Regions from separate parts of the Oryzias latipes genome. Here region 2 is linked to region 1. A link is a contact called in public Hi-C data. All regions are on one chromosome and are shown on one strand. The core of a region is the stretch at or near the end of the contact, and the rest is flanking DNA. Distances in the headings are between cores, read along the strand shown. Region 1 holds the start of c17h1orf35 (multiple myeloma tumor-associated protein 2). Region 2 holds the start of jmjd4 (jmjC domain-containing protein 4).

What was found. A called contact is a pair of places that touch in the nucleus more often than the background predicts.
Region 2: a Hi-C map of embryo shows a contact between it and region 1, with 2.1 times the contacts expected there. The contact joins the promoter of jmjd4 here to the promoter of c17h1orf35 in region 1. A contact is called at or near these places in 2 of 5 Hi-C or Micro-C datasets (embryo and fibroblasts).

The regions. Positions count from the first base shown.
Region 1 is chr17:27,889,616-27,894,931 of ASM223467v1, reverse strand. It overlaps c17h1orf35 (multiple myeloma tumor-associated protein 2), which reads right to left and starts at 3,065. Exons shown (of 8, transcript XM_004079405.4): 1 at 2,514-3,065; 2 at 1,244-1,394; 3 at 1,107-1,152; 4 at 948-1,030; 5 at 506-578; 6 at 104-180. The coding sequence starts at 2,610. It overlaps LOC101175509 (guanylate kinase), which reads left to right and starts at 1,281. Exons shown (of 7, transcript XM_004079404.4): 1 at 1,281-1,428.
Region 2 is chr17:28,044,233-28,049,297 of ASM223467v1, reverse strand. It overlaps jmjd4 (jmjC domain-containing protein 4), which reads right to left and starts at 1,731. Exons shown (of 6, transcript XM_004079409.3): 1 at 1,107-1,731; 2 at 857-1,022; 3 at 641-766; 4 at 291-558; 5 at 1-24. The coding sequence starts at 1,359. snap47 (synaptosomal-associated protein 47) reads left to right here and starts at 1,240. Exons shown (of 5, transcript XM_020711165.1): 1 at 1,240-1,341; 2 at 2,066-2,579; 3 at 2,699-3,201; 4 at 3,541-3,665. The coding sequence starts at 2,083.

The DNA.
Region 1 (5,316 bases), core at 1,816-4,315:
AAAGACACAGTAAGTAGATTTTTATTCATTTACTCCTCCCCTTACATACCGTTGGATAAGAGACTGTACATTGTAAAGGTCATTAAATAAACGCTTTTCTCACCGGACTTCAGTTTCTTGTTTCACTGAACTCTGTGTTGTTGTTGCTGATGTTTCTTGGCCTCCTTCAGTCTTATGATGCTGAAACGTCAGCAAGAATTTTATTTTTCTAGATTAGAGTATTTCTTAGGGTTAAGTATAAAAAAATTACAATATATATATAAAAAAAACAAATTTGTAAGTTTAAGTGATTCATATTTAATCATATAGTCCTGAATCGACTCATTCTTTTTGCCATACTCAACCCTCGTCAATATTGCTAAATAACTAATGCTAATAAAGTCAATAGTTAAAAAATTAAAAATCAAACACATATTTACTACTAATTTTTGACAATTAAAAAATGCTGTTTTAATACAATAATGTTTCCAAATGGCAGTATGGATGATGTAGAAAGACGACTTACTGTAAAAATTTGCAGACCCATTTTAGCCGCCTCCTTTTCCTTTTGGGACAGCACCATTTTTCGTGACCCTGCACTTTAGAGGGAAATAAAGATGGAGTCAACTTAAACAAACCACAGACAGCCAGTCACCTTATCTCCTCTGAACAGAAGGTTGAATTCTGCCAAACCTAAAACTGCAAAGAAAAGTCATGAAATATCCAAGAATATTATTCACCAGCAACCTGATTAACAAATCATTTGACTCATTTTAGTGTATAAACTAGAAAAAAAAAAACTATTAACAAACTCCCATTTGTCATTTGGACAATTAAACATAACTTCTGTACATTTGTTCAAGCAAATTGCATTTATAATAAGAAAAAGAAAAGTTGAAATTTTCCTAAAGCAAACATTTTGCATAAAAAAAATCTGTTTTATGACACAGACAAGAAGATAATCTCACCTTGAGCTTCCTAAACCTGAGATACGATCCACATCCTTCTCTTCACCATCAACCTCTTCTCTCCGGCATACCTCTACAAGATCCTGAAAAAAAAAATCAAATTCAACTTACAGGACTTGACAGCAATTTTTCCAATATTGACCAGCAACGTATCCATACCTCTTTAGTAAGCCCTGTTGGTTGTCTCTTTATATTCTTATGGCCTCTAAGTTCAGAACAAGAAACGCAAAGCATCACTTTTTGTGTCCTAATCTTCAAGAAGGTACAGGAAATGGCTTATGGGAAGTCGCACGTACAGGGCAGCCATCAGTGCCTCCTCCTCTGCAGCTCTGACTGCAGCAAGCTCCTCTTCTTTGGACAAAGGAGCACCACCTTTCTTGTCCTTTGCATACCAGGTCAGATCTTTCCCTTTCTGCCATCGTCCTACGGGAGCCATCAAGGAGTTTCCTGGAAAAAACGCAGAAGAGGTCAAACTATTTAGGTAAAGGTTCTTCTTTAAATTCTACATTTCAAATGCCACAAATTCAGAATACAAAATGTATTATGCAGGATTGTTATACTTTATATTTAGACTTTTTCTTTTATCTAGATGTTTTAATGTTTTGCACCAAATAATCATTTCAATAAATCTATTTGACTTTTAAAGATGATCATGGTTACACACATTTAAATGAAAATATTAGCAGTCCAGACTTCTCCAGTAGATGTATCCTTTTGCATTTTCCCCCATAAAGGTTCAAGTGTAAGAATCAAATTAGAATAGAATAGAATAGAATAGAATGGCTTTATTGTCATTGTGCATAGTACAATGAGATTTAAGCATCACCATCAGTGCAAGAACAGTAAGGAAGGGAAAAGTAGTAAAGATAACATTGTAATATAATAAAATCAAACAAGCAAACAAACAAACAGTATATACAAGTGTGCAATATAAGCTGTAAAATTGATATCAGATCAATGTTTTAAACTTCCTCCAGCTGAGTAAACTTTGTCTTTTAGAATATCTCATTATAGACAAGTGCAGTCTTGTTGTTAGACTGTTTTTTTAATTCCAAGTATTTAGGCAATCCACACATAAGGCAACAGTCTCCTGCCATGTTAAGGGTGGGTGTTTTGAGCCTCATTTCTGTTTGACTTTGCACCTGAAAGGTTGTGGTTTTAGCTCATATTTTACACAGACAACATTCAGAAATCTAAGCAGCTATGAGAGCTTGTCGATTTGCTTTTGTTACATGTTTCTCGGTCCCGACTACTGTGGTGATCACTACGTAGCTCTCTCTGGGCATGCTGACCCGCTGGCAGCGGCGAGGGCACAGAGACAACGAACGTGTCGACCAGAGGAGGCATTGACAGCACGTTTTTGCTTTCTTTACGGAGATTAATCGGGATTGATATCAAGCTATTAGATCAAGCCAAGCCTTGTGTAATGAGGAATTCAATAACAAAAGGTAGGAAAACAACCTAATTTTAGGGGGGCCACACGGGGTTTAAAAGCATCTGGAGCTAATCTTTCCTGGATGTGTGGCACGCGCTGATAGCGTAATCGACTGCACGTTATGGACTTACCGAGATAATTCTCTCTGTGTTTATCGACCTTCACTTCATCCCAGTTGAACTGGTCTTGGCCTCCACGGATGCCTCCGGATCTCGATGAACCAAACATCTTCAAAAGGGCAAAAAAGTGGAGATTCGGGGGGGAAAAGTAACACTTAGCTAGCTAGCTAGCAGCTACGTTGGTTAGCAGAGCTGCGTGGTCGGTGCGGGCCGTTAGCGTGGACTCATCCAGGAAGTTTAGATTCCCAGTTTCCACGAAAGAAACCCACACGGCTGCGTTTGTTTCGACAGCAACTTCCAAACAAACAAACAACCCAACAACGCGACAAAGAGCAGAGCGTTAAAGCTGGACTCTCGCGCGCGCAGCTTAAAGTTGCAAAGACCCAACAAACAATTTTTTTATTTAAGTAAAAAATTTAAAACGGTAGATTTGTAATCCTCAGCAATAAAGATCTGACTACTGCAAATAGAAGCAATACAACTTTTTTCCCGACTAACGAGCATTTCCTGCTCCTTTTGTTTATTTCATTTGGTCGCGTCCAGTGGCGCGCGCGGACGTAACGTGTTTGGGTACGTAGTGATGACGTAGGCGTCTCGCGGTGAGGAAAAGGGCGGCGGAGGCAGAAAATGCTCCGAGGACCGTCTGCAGAATCAGAAAAACCTGCCTCCCGATGTACATGAGACATTTTATCAGACTGTTTTCAGGTAGGAATGAGGATTTTTGACTTCCTTTCCTCCTTCTGCTGTTCTGTTCTCTTTTTCCCATCTCTGTGTCGGAACCACTATTCATTCCTGGAGACACTTTGTTGTCACGGAGCTACAGGAAAAGATGGTGCCCAAGAAGTCAACCGGTGTTTTATTTTATTTCAGGATGCATATAAATCCTAGATGGATGATACAACTTTTGATAGTAGCATAAAAACGTCCAGTATCATCTATTTTGTTTAATGTCAACTTAAATTAGGAAACCCTTTGTAAAATGTAATTTGGGAGAAAAATTACATCACTAACAAAATTGTCTTTCTTTTTTCTTCTTCTTTTTTAAAAATATTTATAAGATATCCAGTTTGCTTATTCATGCAAATTAATGCATTTTCTACCATTTGTCACTAAAAATGTGCATTTTGAAGAATTAGAATATAAGCTTATATCTGTGAGATGTTACATACCTTGCAATATTAAAAAAAAAACAAAAAAAAACATTTAAGTTGGAACCAATTTTTTAGGTTTTGGTTTACTGAAAAGTCTGATAATCTGTTGAGCATTTTTAAATGGTATTTATTCGGAGCAAAACAACATTGGTGCAGTTTGACACAACAGACATTTAACATATTATATTTTTAACCAACCAGTGAGATACTAAAGAAATAAATTAACAGAAAACCGTCAAACCCAAGAGATAAAATCAGTTTATTACTTTGCCACAATAATATCTACATTCAAGTAAACAGGACATCTGTAATGCAATACATGTGTATTTTCTGTGTGTTTTCTTAAGGATAATCAATTGATCTTCTCTTAGAACATGTACTTAACATTGATTGATAACATCTCATTTTAATCAATTTTATATAAAAAACAAACATTTTCTGTCAATTTTTTACGTAAAATGTTCTCATTGAATTAATGAAAGTTGTGTTTTGATTTGGTTAAATCACTAGTTATGTGTTAACAGTGTTTAACCAAACTGTCATGTAAACTGAAATGTAGATTAAAAAAATGTCCAATAGAATTTGACAGTGACGCTCAGCCTTTCTGGTTCACGGAGCCGCTAGTGCTTTGTAGGCTTCACGTGATTTTTATTTGGTTGTAAATCTGATCACATGATTCTCTGTGCGTTCATCATGAGAGTCAGTCTGTGCTGATCGTAGCTTCACATGTTTCTCATTTCCTGTCAGCCTCTTCTAAGTAGGAAAGGTTTTTTTTTTTGGAAAACAGTTTGAGGGAAATCAGAAGCTAATCTTTCTAATTGACAACTTAAGTTTAGAGAAATAAATGGTCTTGAGCAGAACTAGGTCTTAACTATGCACCAAATATATATATATTTTCATCTTAATTGGATGCAACCATTGATCATCGACTGTAGATTCTGTATTTTGTGGTTAAATATATATAAATAATTATTGGGATTTTTTTTTCCTGGGCTTCTCTTGTGTTAAAAACTTGGTTCGCTAAATGTGACCTGAAAACAACACAATTGAGTCATTTGACACTAGATTTAAACCTACATTTCTTTATTTTTCAGTCCACGACTGGAACTGTTGAAGCTTGAATAAATCAAATTGCAGTAAAACGTAGGGCACCTGTGCTTTCATTTGTTTAAACTGTTTCTGTCGGGAAACTAAAAGGATGTTTTATGACTAAAGGACTAAAGCAGAGTTTAAGTCTTTTTTTTTAATGTTAATGATGAAAAGGGCTTTACCTGCTGAGCAGGTTCCGCATATCTATTTAAAAACATTGACGCAGCAGCTTTTTACGCAGTTGCTGTAGTGTTTACAATAGGAAAAAAAAGAAACAGAAAGCTGAAGCTGACGTGGAAGAGGCAGCCCCACCCTGTCAGTGACCCTCCCATCCTGACTCAATATAAGTCCGCCCGTTCATTTCCCTCCGTCTGCTCAAGTGCTGCGTGATTTCAGGAAAGGTGAAAAGGTAAAGTAGAGTTTGTGGGGCTTTTTTTTTTTTGTTGTTGACAATATTTGACAAAACAGACATGATAAAACAAAAAGATCAGAGGATTTTCTTTTCTAGCTTTTGAGGTTTGTTCTCTCGACTCTTGTTGTAAAGATATGATGTCAATATTTGTTGAGTTTCTTAT
Region 2 (5,065 bases), core at 482-2,981, 160 kb before region 1:
GTGATTAATGGAGATGGTGTCCTCCTGGGACAAAAAACAAACAAACCTGCATTTAGAAGAACACGAAAAGGCAGAGCTGCTGAGCCTTGCTGCCACACACCAGTAACCATGATGATTAATTTGATTGTCACTTTTGTTATTTTGTTGTCTTGTTTGCTGCTGCAGACAAAAGAATGTCCCCATCGTGAGATAAATAACGGCTTGTCTTGTTTAGGAATGCACAAAAAATAAACCCTCTTTAATACAATATTTCAAATTTTAAAATGTTTGATATATTTGACAGTCCTCACCAGATTATAAACTTGATGGTGCCAGCCACTTGGCACAAACATGATTTCCCCAGCCTCCTGAATGATTTCAAGAGGCTGGCAGGCTTCTTCAAAGCGCGGGAAAAGACCGCTGTCACGGAGCTCAGCCGATGTAACGTCATAGGGTAAGTTGCCGTGCGTGTCTCGTAAAAAGTCCTCCTGACCCGGAGGATACAGGAGCCACTTCTTTCTGCCGCAGATGTTTGCAGACCAGCTGTAGGAGCGGAACACATCGGCGTGGAACGGGGTCCTGGTGAAAACAAAACTCAACGTAAGAAAAACACGCCTGACTGACGCAAATTCTACTGAGACTTTGTTGGATTTCTTCCTACCACGACCCTTTAGGGCCCATATAGACGAACCGATAGTCATCTACTTCAAGTGTATCCCAGTATTCATTAAGCCAGTCAGAGGAGAAGAATACTGGTGTTGAATAAACACCATGTTCAGGAAAGTCTCTGTTGGACATTTTTAATGATTAATGCAGATCGTTTGTATAGAATCACATACATCAGCAATTCTCAATGTAAAACTGAGACACAGGATACCTTGCCATGTGCCAGTCTTTCAGATAAAGACATCCTTTCCGGGATGAGTGACCGTTCTGGACGTATTCCTTCCAATAGTGTATAAACTCTTTAAACTGCATCACTTGTTTGGGGTTTGCATTGTATTCCTTTGCATTACAGTTTGCAACAGGAACTAGAGTTTCATCTGATATTTCAAAACAGACAGGCATTAGCTGACATACACTATATATTCATGACGTCATCACAACAACAGTCTTAATTAATTTACCAAAGTCTTGGAGCAATTTTTGAAAACTCGGCTTCCCCTCCTCTGTTACCCACTGCTGTCTGCACTTCCAGTTGTCTGTGAACTTTCTCGAAAACACGCAGGGCCGGTTGGGCAGTAAATATTTCTTTAAAAATTTCGAATAGTTGATGTCCTTATCGATGTAGTCTACGAAGTGTGAGGACCAGAACTGCTCATAGGACTGCCGGGGGATGCTGACCAGGCTGCTGCAGTAACGGTACGCCTCTCTGTCCATGATGGTAAACAAAAGCTCGGCTAGCTAGTTAGCAAGCCCGGCTGGCATGTTAGAGCATGGAACTGAGATAAAGCATCAAGACTGGGTTGTCATCAGTAAATATAATATATGTTTTGAAATCTAATATGTAATCACAGTGAAGTGAAACCTAAAAAATAAATAATCAATGGTTTTACTAAACGCTATTCCACTCGTGTCTTCCATTATTACAAGTCGCCATAAAATTACCGCGTTTCCTTGCGTCACTAATAGATCGATTATTTCATTTCCGTCATGCTTATGACGCAAACATCTGTTCATTTACCGCAAATTAGCGCCCTGTTTTGAGCAATTATTGTGTCCATAGCCTTGTCGTGCGCGAGTTCAATTTTCTAGTCGGACAATAAACACAGCCGTGCTAGATCGTGACGTCACTTCCGTAGCAAATAGGATCTGGGCAGGAAATAAAACACATGTTCCCATCCAGTGTTTACGGTTGATATTTTGTAAAAAGGTTTACATTTAGCAAATGAAAAAACATTGAAACATTGCTGTTTTCGAATAGTTTATTTCCCTGTGCGTGACGACTAAGTTAAGGCGTTATCTGAGGTCCTCTTCTGACGGGATTACACACGGAAAGAAGGATGTTTACACTCCAACCACTGAAGTGGATTGACTAGATTATCATACGTCGTAAATTTATTTGGGATTTTTTTTTCTTTTTTAGTTTAATTTTGTACTAAAATGAGTCGAGATTTCCCCATCCACAACTGGCCTGGCTCCTACTACATCAACAGTGAGAAGAGGTGGGAGACCGGCACCCTGTCCCTCACCAGAACCACGGTGCGCTTCGTCTCCAGCCAGAACGGGGAGAATCTGGCTAGTTTCCGTCTGTCCCGGATCACGGAAATCAAGATGGAATCTTCCAGCTTCATCTTCAGCACCCTTACAGTGCTGGAGGAAGGCAACACCAAGCACTGGTTTGGTTCCCTACAGCCCAACAGGGTTGTAGTCTATAACGTGTTGGTGCATTTCTGGAGGGAGCGCCTGCTGTCGCCTGGCTCTGAGAGCCAAGGGGCTGAACCCCATCCCACTAAAGGCAGAGAGCTCATCAGTCTGATGGCCGGGGCTCAAAGAAGACTGGAGGACACGGGTCAAGTCCTCAGCCATCAGGGAGAGCAGTTTGACAGCATGATGCAGGGGCTGGAGAAGATTGACTCGGACTTAGGAGTGGCTGATAAGTAATTAATTCAAAACATCTGTTTTATTGATTTGTTTTCTTCCCTTGTGAAGTGATTTATTTATTTATTTTTGCAAGCACGTTTTGTTTTCTTTGAATATAACGTGACTTGTCTTTCAGACTCCTCTCACAACTCGAGGTGCCCTCGTGGTGGCCTTTCGGAAAGCTTCCCTGGAAGGCCGCACAGGAGGCCAAGGCTGAAGATGCTGCAAGAGCAGCAGCTGTGGCGTCCTCAAGCGGGACGTCGACCAAGAACAAGGTGATCGCGAGCATCCCGGCAGTGGTGTCCAGAGGCGGAGATTCGGACTTCAAACCTGGATGTTTGCTGGTGCTGGTGTCCTCCATGGAGGTACGGGACACCAACTGCCACCTCCTTCACCGATATGAACGGAACGAAGTTGATGAAATCAAGGTGTACAGTCCATATGAGATTACTGTTCGACAACGGTTCATCGGAAAACCAGATATATGTCACCGGTTCCTTTCTGCTAAAATGCCAGAAGCAATGTCCGTGTTGGAGATGCAGTACAAGAAAAAGGTTGAATTCACAAAAGAATACACATCATTCAAAGCAACTCCTCTGTCATCTCCATGCGATAAAGAAGGGACAAGCTTGAATGACGGTAAGGCACTTTTTTATCGTAAAGTCTAAAGCTGTGGATATTTTGACCACTAGGTGGCAGCAGAGATTTTTTATTTTTTTATTCTAAAGTCTAAAGCTGTGGATATCTTGACCACTAGGTGGCAGCAGAGATCTTTTCTTTTTTTTTCTTTTTTTTTAAACTGCAAAGGTGCTGCCACATGTAAAAACATTTCGTCATCTTTGTTAGTGTTTTTCTTTAAACGTGTTTAGATGATTCACTTCAGCCCAATTGCCTCACTTGTTGAGTTGAATGTCTGGTTTCCTCACAAACAACACATGCACTCTGCATTTTCTTCATCACCTCCACCCATGGAGTCAGTTTTTCTGCAGAGGTGCCAAGAGACTGAGGTCCCAGTGGAGGTCCCAGCAGGAGAGCTGTCCCAATTGCAGGTGCATGTTCTCCAGCCATCTGTGAGTCAGGCTGAGGCCCAAGAACTCAAGCAGGTAAGACAGTTCTCGATGGGTCCACAATGTACAGCAGCATCAGGTAACAAATGAAAGTGTCCTTGGTTGTTATTGTAAATAATCTCTTTGGTTCGCCCAAACTCTGTTTTTTCCAAACCCACAATTTGATTTTCCTTTTTTTTTGATGCCGTATGTTTAAAATGTTATTTGGTGAGACCACAAACCAGCGACCAATCTGGTTTTAAGAGAGGAAAAGCGACAGGGTGAGTTATTTGGTCAGACTTTACTGCACCTTTCCAGCTAGAACCTCACAACTGGGAGAGTAGTTACAGACACAGTCTGTGGTGGCAAGACCTGCGCAGTGACGCAAATGAGATTCTAAGTATTTTTTAGATATAATTGTGACTCATGCGGCACACGTGCGGAAGAATGCCACCCAAATGCCCGGTTAATGCCACCCAAACGTATTTTTTTAAGGCAGAGCAAATCATTTTGAAGTGTAGAAGAGCTCAATTCTCTGGATAAACTGAGTTTTATACGTTTTGCAAATAAATTCTTTTGTTTATTTTACACACACAAGCCCATATTATGTCAATCCCTCATATTAAACACTAAAAAATGTATTTGACCAGTTTGTTTGAGAGAAAACTTTACATTTCTGTGAAAAGTGCCGTGTTTTAAGACAAGCTTTGCAAATACTGTGTCTGCTGGAATAAATGAATGTAACCCAAATTCAGTTTAATGGAATTATTATCAATATTTAACATGTCGTAGTCGCATTTTCACATGATGGAGGACGCATAAAAAATCCTTTTGGATTAAAACTGCGTTTATGAGTATTTCTTAGGAGATAACAAGCCACTGATGTGACGCAGCAACTTAAATGAGCACAAAGTCCCTGCTTCGCTCTGTTCTGATGCATTCACTTGCAGTCAAATAGATCCGTAAACGTCTTCATTCTCCACGTCTGAGCTGGCTTAAGTCACCTCAAAGGCAAGTTTCTGATGAACTCCTAATCGTTTACAATAAATAAAAGTATAGCTGGAGCGGGATTTTAATTTTATTAAGTGATGTTTAATTCACTGTTATCACTTGTGAGTCACAAAGCCAACTTAATTATAGACATTATCAGATTAAATGTGTTTATTTTTCTGCAGAGTTAGGATCTGTTTATATGTTAGCATAAAGCAAAGTCATTTTATAACTGAGAAGAACAGTTTTTCAATTTATGATTTCTTTTATGGTAATAATGTTGTTGTTTTTTTTTAATGCAAAGTGGTTTTGTTGAGTAAACTTTCAGGCCGTTCACACTGGCTTTTTTTTTTTTTTGGTTTGTTTCTTTCAAACAATTCGGATCCACCTAAAAAAAGACGGTTTCTGTGTGCTTGCAAGTGAACTCTGGTGCTGTTGGGAAACGATGCGGCAAATTGGAGACAGGA